2 separate regions of the Mus musculus genome follow, and region 2 is linked to region 1. The links are chromatin contacts, called in public HiChIP or PLAC-seq maps. All regions are on one chromosome and are shown on one strand. Each heading gives the region's core, a stretch centred on a gene start, on an enhancer-like site or on the middle of the called end of the contact. The rest is flanking DNA. Distances are from core to core; before and after follow the strand shown.

Region 1 (3,407 bases), core at 434-2,933:
GAGCACTGGAATTCTTACTGTGGAGATTTTAAGATGTTAAAATTTTTAAATAGGGTGTGGTAGCTCATACTTGGAACCCTTGCTCACGGGAGGCCAAGAAAGAGGATGCTGAGTTTGAGGCTTGGTCTCTCTGGTAAGCTAAAAAACAAACAAAACAACAAAAACAAAACAAAACAAAACAAAAAACCCAAGGAGACACAAGAAAGAAAGAAAAAAAAAATTCTGATTTTTTATTACCATCTCCGTGTGGAAATTTAGTGCCGGTGAGTGACACTTTGAGGTCACTGCTTTCGTGGTTGACTGTGAGCTGGCACTCACTAGACGGTTTCTACGTAGCAGAAGCTGCCACAAGCGCTTTGTGTGTTTACTGTTTCTGTCACAGCCGAGAGCGGGCACCTGCCCTCTGTATTCTCAGTGAGAAGCCTGGGGTTGAGGGGCTTGCTTCTTGCCCTAGCTATGCAGCTGGTAGGTGGAGGATCAAGGGTATAATTGGTCTGGCTCTTGGGCCCCTGAGCTTAATTGTTGAGTCTCCTGCTTCTGTGACCTCAGGGGTACCCAGCCCCCAATAGCATTAGTCATGTAAGGCATATGACACACAGGAGACCTTCCTACTGCCTGCACATCACACATACTCCGATGTTGAGCCAGAAAGTCCATCACCAACTCTAGCTGGAACAGGGGAATCCCCTGAAACAGGGATTCCCCCCACCCCACCCTTTACACCCCACCTCCAGGACCTGCCAGCAATGGTGGTACAACGCTGTTTAGTGGTATTTTCCTTTTTGGTCTACCACTGACTTCAGGCATATAATCAGAGGCTGACATTTACCTACAGAGAAAACATTTTGTGAGGGTCCATGATTTGCTGAAGTATGATACCCCAGACTCAAATAGTATGTAAATGCAAAGAATGCTTTATTCTGCAGAAGTCCAGCATGCTGGGGTCTCTCATTACCAAGATAGGGAAACAAACAAGTGTGTTCAAAGACCCGATTAGGGCATTCTGGGGAAGGTGACCCTTATCTTACTCCATCTCTAGGGACATTGCATTACCAGGGCATGGGGGCTGGAAACTCTTGCTGAGGACATTGCTGAGGAAGTCTGGAAACTGTTGTTAACCCATCGTCCTTGCCTTAGACTAGGTGTTGGGGCAGCTTCTGAGGCCTGGACTTGCCTGGACTTGCCCATTTCTTGGAAACAAATATGTATGACTAGTCTCCTTTACTGCTAGTTTGAAGCCTGTCATAGAATCAGCCTAGTGTTCTCAATTTCTGTCAGAAAGGTTTAAGAATGATCAATATGTACTATGTTATCTATGTTGAGTGTGTGCATGCACAAGAGAGACAGGTGAGTTCGGAAGGCCTCAGGAAACGTGCACTGAGAGCCACGTTCACGAGAGGACAGCAGGGATGGCTCTGTCTGACTCTTCATAGACTTTCTGTGATCTCTGCATGCCTGACTTGGCTCTCTGAGTGGGATGGGCCATGTCCATCTAGAGGACATGACAGTGTTCATATTTAAGGTCAAACTTTCAAGTGTCAAATGACTGTCAGCTAGGCAGTCTTTAACCACAGCTGTGTTTTTGTTGTAGAAATGTTCTGAGTTTCCGTAAAACCTTAGACCAATTAGAGCATTCAGCTGGTTTCTCTGCAAATGTCTCATAACACCAATGCAAAGGACTCTGTCCTTCTCGATAGTCTGTGTGGGACTGGTGACATCTGGTGGCACACTCTCTGCCTCCAGCCTACAGTTCTGAGATGTGAGAGCTGAGCTCTTCTCATCGCCATGCATTTGCTCTACCATCATGGCTTCTAATCCCCCAAAACTTTAAGCCCAATTAAATACTTTATGTTATCTTGATTGTGGTGTTCTGTCACAGCGAAAAGTAACAAAATTGTGCAGCTTTTCTCCTTGCTAGCTAAAAGTGACCCCTTGGTGTGTGCAGTGCCCACTCCCTGAGCAGAGTTGCTGCCAGGTGACAGTAGGCCACCTTACAAGAAAGGCTTCTGACTTCTCTCTTTCACTTCTGTCCAATGGTGGGTGGCCGTGGAAAGCAATCTGTAGCCTTTCCACCGAAAACCCTCATTAGTGGGATGACGTATTACAGCGGAAGGCCAGCTAACTTCTGAAAAAGCTGGCCCTTTTCAACGCCCATCTGGTATGGTTCAGTGAGTGGAAACCATACCACAGCCTGACTTGGGTACATGCCAGCTGTGTGACTGTGGAGAAGCTTAGAAGTGTCTCTGAGCTTCAGTACTAACTATATTTCAGGGCTATGCAGTATCGTGAGCTTACAACATGGTCCTAATTACCATCATTCACCGTGCAAATATCTGCCGTTTATTTTCTGTTTGTTTTATTTTGTCTGCTACTTGGGCCCCATAAGGGGTTTAAGTTTAAAAATGGGGAATATGTATGGAAAGAGTCCAGGTTATACCTAATCCCAAATGATACCAATATATGTATATGACATATCATATAATGATAATGTACACATTGCATGAGCTTAGCAGTTTGTAGTGACTTAACACACCGACAGGTGGTCTCAAATTAAAGCAGATTATATTGCATTTCACTTATCAAAATATACAACGAAGTACATATGATCTCCCCACCAAATTTTTTTTTCTTCTAAAATTACTTTCAGTATTTAACCTTCAAAAGACAGGTTTAGGTTTCTGCTCTCTCACTGCCTACTCTCATCATACTTAGACTTACGGGAGTCCAGCATGTGTGTCAGCCATGTCTCTGATCCATCTCTTCAAAGGACCAACCCACTGACATGGAGAGAACTGGGTTCAGAGGAACGTGAACCTCTCAGAAACAAGGCCTCCTAGTTCAGTGTCTAAGTTAGGGTTTCTCATGCTGTGAGAAAACAGCAAGACCAAAAGAGACATCCAAAGGAGAGGCTTGTTTCAGCTTACAACTCTCAGCCCACACTCCATCACTAAAGGAGGTCAGAGCAGGAACAGGGAGGCAGTAACAGATACAGAGGCAGAGGAGAAGAGCTGATTGCTGGCTTGTCACTTCCGCGTGGCTTGCTTAGCCTGCTTTTTAAATAGCACACAGGACCACCAGCCCATAGTAAGTTGGTCTCTCCCATATCAATCACCAATCAAGAAAATACAGCACAGGCTTGTCCACAGGCAAATCTGCCGTCCTTCCTCGCCCTCCCCCTCCCTCTCTTACCCACCCACTCCAGCAATGTAGTGCACCAAGGCCCCTGTGCTCTGAGTCAGACAGTAGTGTCACCTCTCCTGTCCCGCCTCTGACGATTTGTGTGTCTGCCTCTCTAGGACTTGTCCTACAAGGATCGGCACTGGCATGAAGGCTGCTTCCATTGCTCCCGGTGTGGAAGCTCGCTGGTGGACAAGCCCTTTGCTGCCAAGGAGGAACAGCTGCTGTGC
Region 2 (3,407 bases), core at 609-3,108, 790 kb before region 1:
TGTTAATGTTTGTGTAAATATCAAGCATATTTTCCCTTCAGACAATGACCCAACATGAACTCCTTCTGCTAGCATTTAGTGTTTATTCAGGACTTTAAAAAAAAAAAAAAGTACTTAACACTTTAGCACTGTAAAATCATGTGTGTTGGCTGCTCAATTATCAAGTAATCCTATGGGGTAAAAACTGTTACTTTACAGAAACAAAATACTCTAACCAGAACCAAAAATTCTACAAATGTCCACTGAGTAGTACTACGCCAAAATCTTCAGGATTTTCTGAACCTCTAACGCTAAGAACTAGTGAGCCACTTACCCTAGTTGTTCTCCCACACCCTACAAAAAGTAAACACACACTCCTGTGTATTGGGAAGCACTTCCACTGTGTAATAAATTCACAACGTGTCATTGCTGTTACCAAGTTTTAAACCTTAGCAATTACTATTAATAAAATAACTGTAGTCACTTGAACTTCTAATCAGAGACTCTGACACTGTGTGCTTCAGGGCTCAGGTGTGCACCAGAAAGGGGAAGAAGTAACAAACACTTGGAAGCAGGATTCCCTGAGAGTCCCAGAGTGTCCACACAGGCTTCTTTCCTATCCTTTCCAATAACCTCTAACATGTACGTCAATTACCTTCCCATCCATTTATGTCAATTATTAGGCAGCACAATGAGAAAACTAAAGATTGGAGGAAACAAATCAAGGGCTAGGAGGAGAGGAATTAGTATCCCTCTTTTGTGAGGAACAAGGATAAGATGGTATCAATGTGATCTAATCTATCTATTTGATAAACTGACCACGGACCGAAAAGAGGGTAAATAAACTCTAGTTTTAGTCAGATAAGCTCTTCAACAAAGGTTAGAGAGTACTTATGAGGGGGTTTTAGTAAGAGGCTATTTAAACACAGAATACATTTTATTCAGGCATTTTTTTTTAACATCAGTAAGGTCCCTGCTCTTAAAGACTTCTAACTTGAATAAAGGAAATGAAGTCATTTTTAGGAAGTCGTAATCAAAGTATGTTCTCTCGTTTAAAATGCACATTTTATAAGGCCTGAAAAGTTCGCCCGAAACAAATTAGTCGGGCCCTTTGAAAAAAAAAAAAAAAAAAAGACTAACCCAAAAGATTTCAAGGACCCTGAACAAACACCAGCAAATAACTTAAAAATAGAACAAAAGTATCAGAAGAAACCATTCCGGAAGCGGACTGGGTCGAATTCTGGGAACTCACTTTGCTGGCCTTGCCAAAACGAGTATCTCTTAAACATCACTAAGGATCTCTTCAAGGCTGTTACCCCTATCGTTGGTGCCCCCCACGCTCCCGCGCCCTCCCAGACCTATAAAACTGTAAAATTTTCCCATGCCGAGGTCGGGTGCGGACCCTGAAGAGGTGTGGGGCCTGGAACGCCCAGGCTGACCAGCAAAGCTTCCCCGCGGCCCCCGATCCCGAACAGCCACGCTGACCACACCGCTTTTGTGTGGACAGGGAACAGGGCCTGGAGGTCTCCCAGAGCTGTCCGGGCCGCCCCGGCCCGTCCGGTCCCCGCCTTGTTCCAGGCTCGGCCCTCTGGGCTACGGGCCCTTGGGCGCCGCCTCACCTGCATGCCCGGGGCCCCGGGATCGACCCCTGTGTCCAGGACGGCGATGAGCACCCCGCGCCCGTCATACTCCGGGTAGCGGCACAGGAAGGAGGAGGCCCCGGTCTCCTTCTTTGGTAGAAGACCGTGGAAAGGAAAGGGCTCCTCGGTCGCGGCGGTGGCCATGGACGCAAGCTGGAGGACAGACGAGGAAGAGGCAAACTGCCAGGCAGCGCGCGGACGAGCGGCGCGAGGACACCCGGCTACCGCGGGACGGAGGTGGGGAAGGGGCGGAGCCTGGCCACCAGTACCCAATCGTGTGCGGTCAGAGGTGTCTAGCCAATCATACGCTTCAACGTAAGCTAACGGCGCCGCTACGAGTCACGACGAGGGAATGTTACCCAGGCTGCAGAGCTGGAACGGAGTGTGCGCTGCTGCGGATGACAACGCACTGGAGGGAGGTTCTTGCCTTCCGAGCTGTCACTCTCCGTGAGAAGCAGCGAGAGGAACGGGCTGTCTGCCTGAGGCGTGGGATCCTCGCGACGCCGCCGAGGTTGGCTTAACCCGCTGCGGACCGGAAGCCTGTAAAGTCGAGCGCGGAAGTCTCAGATTTAGCGGCCCGGCCTTTCTGGCAGGGTGAGGTGCTGTTTAGTCAACAGGAAGTGGGTTGTCGGCTGTTTTGTCGCCAGAGTCCCCAAAGCAAAACACGTGACAGAAATGAGCTCCCTCCTGTCTTCGTGGCTTACTTACCCTTGGCATCCGGAATTTCAGAAAAATACCTGCCTTTTCTCCAGTGAAGTTCCTCTTTGTAACACAGTTACCGAGCCATAGTTTGCGGGGTTTTTTTCCCATTAGGATGCACAGTGACAGCAATCGTAAATGGCATTTGAAATTTAAACTACACAGATTATCCAGTAACAAAGGTTGCCAACATTCATAATTAAGAATATTGTGGGGGTGAATTAATATTTTCCTATTTGTGACAAATCTACTCTGTACCAGTGAGAGATTCTGCACGTTTTTTCAGTGTGTAGCCTGCCTGGAGGCCTCTGAAATACTGAGCACCGAACCACAGCCATAAGTGTGGTAATTCTTCTCTTTAGTGGCAGCGACTGCTGTGTCTACTCCAAAAGTCCCAGCAGCAAGAAGGCGCCCAGAGTAATCTTAATTATCCCATTGACAAACTCAAGACACCTTACCACAGAGATGTCTTTAAATGCATAAGATGAAATATATAGGATTATACAGGAAGTAGACGGTTGAAAGAATTATAACAACTTAATTTTTGTTGTATTGCAATAGTTTCATATATGTAAGTAATTACATGTGTGCTCTTTTTAAAATTAAATAACAGAGCCATCGTCAAGTCTAATAACTAATGTTATTTTTAAATTGGAAAACAATTGTAAATGGCATTTGAATATATCTAAACTACACACTTTAATAACAAAGGTTGCCTGTGTTCATAATTAAGAACATGTGGAGGATGAAAATAATTTTTTCCTATTCAATCATGGGCCCTGTGCATTTCTATGGTCTCCAGTTTAAGAGGCAGGTTCCTAGAATCCCGTGTATGCCATTTGTTTCAAACCACAGCATTTCCATTGACTCCTCATACTTTGCTCTATGAGCAAATATATTAAAATATATTAAATTGTAACTTGAAAGAATTTCTTGGGATCAGAATGTTAATTTTTTCTTTTGGATTAAGTTAACTTACAATTACAAAGTTGATGAAAACAATGAGTAAATCTTAAGATTAAAATGAACAAAAAATGGGATGGGAGGGAAGGGAGGAAAGAAAAGGCAGCTTTTCCCTAGAAGTTTGAT

Evidence for each region. HiChIP or PLAC-seq counts read pairs in DNA pulled down with a chosen protein or histone mark.
Region 2: an H3K4me3 HiChIP or PLAC-seq map of forebrain shows a contact between it and region 1, with 4 times the contacts expected there. The contact joins the promoter of Tpp2 here to the enhancer-like site in region 1. A contact is called at or near these places in 6 of 115 datasets of contacts at active chromatin or transcription factors (T-cell acute lymphoblastic leukemia, effector CD8 T cells, extraembryonic endoderm stem cells and 3 more).

The regions. Positions count from the first base shown.
Region 1 is chr1:43,141,762-43,145,168 of GRCm38.p6, reverse strand. Fhl2 (four and a half LIM domains 2) reads left to right here. Exons shown (of 6, transcript NM_010212.4): 3 at 3,297-3,407. Among named protein-coding and RNA genes, the nearest start is that of Fhl2, 20 kb to the left of the region's middle. Within about 2 kb of position 1,683, at least 49 of the 459 cell types and tissues checked have an H3K27ac peak or open chromatin away from gene starts, as enhancers often do. A contact at or near this core is called in forebrain and thymic regulatory T cells, where this site is marked.
Region 2 is chr1:43,932,445-43,935,851 of GRCm38.p6, reverse strand. Tpp2 (tripeptidyl peptidase II) reads right to left here and starts at 1,858. Exons shown (of 29, transcript NM_001310540.1): 1 at 1,599-1,858. The coding sequence starts at 1,763.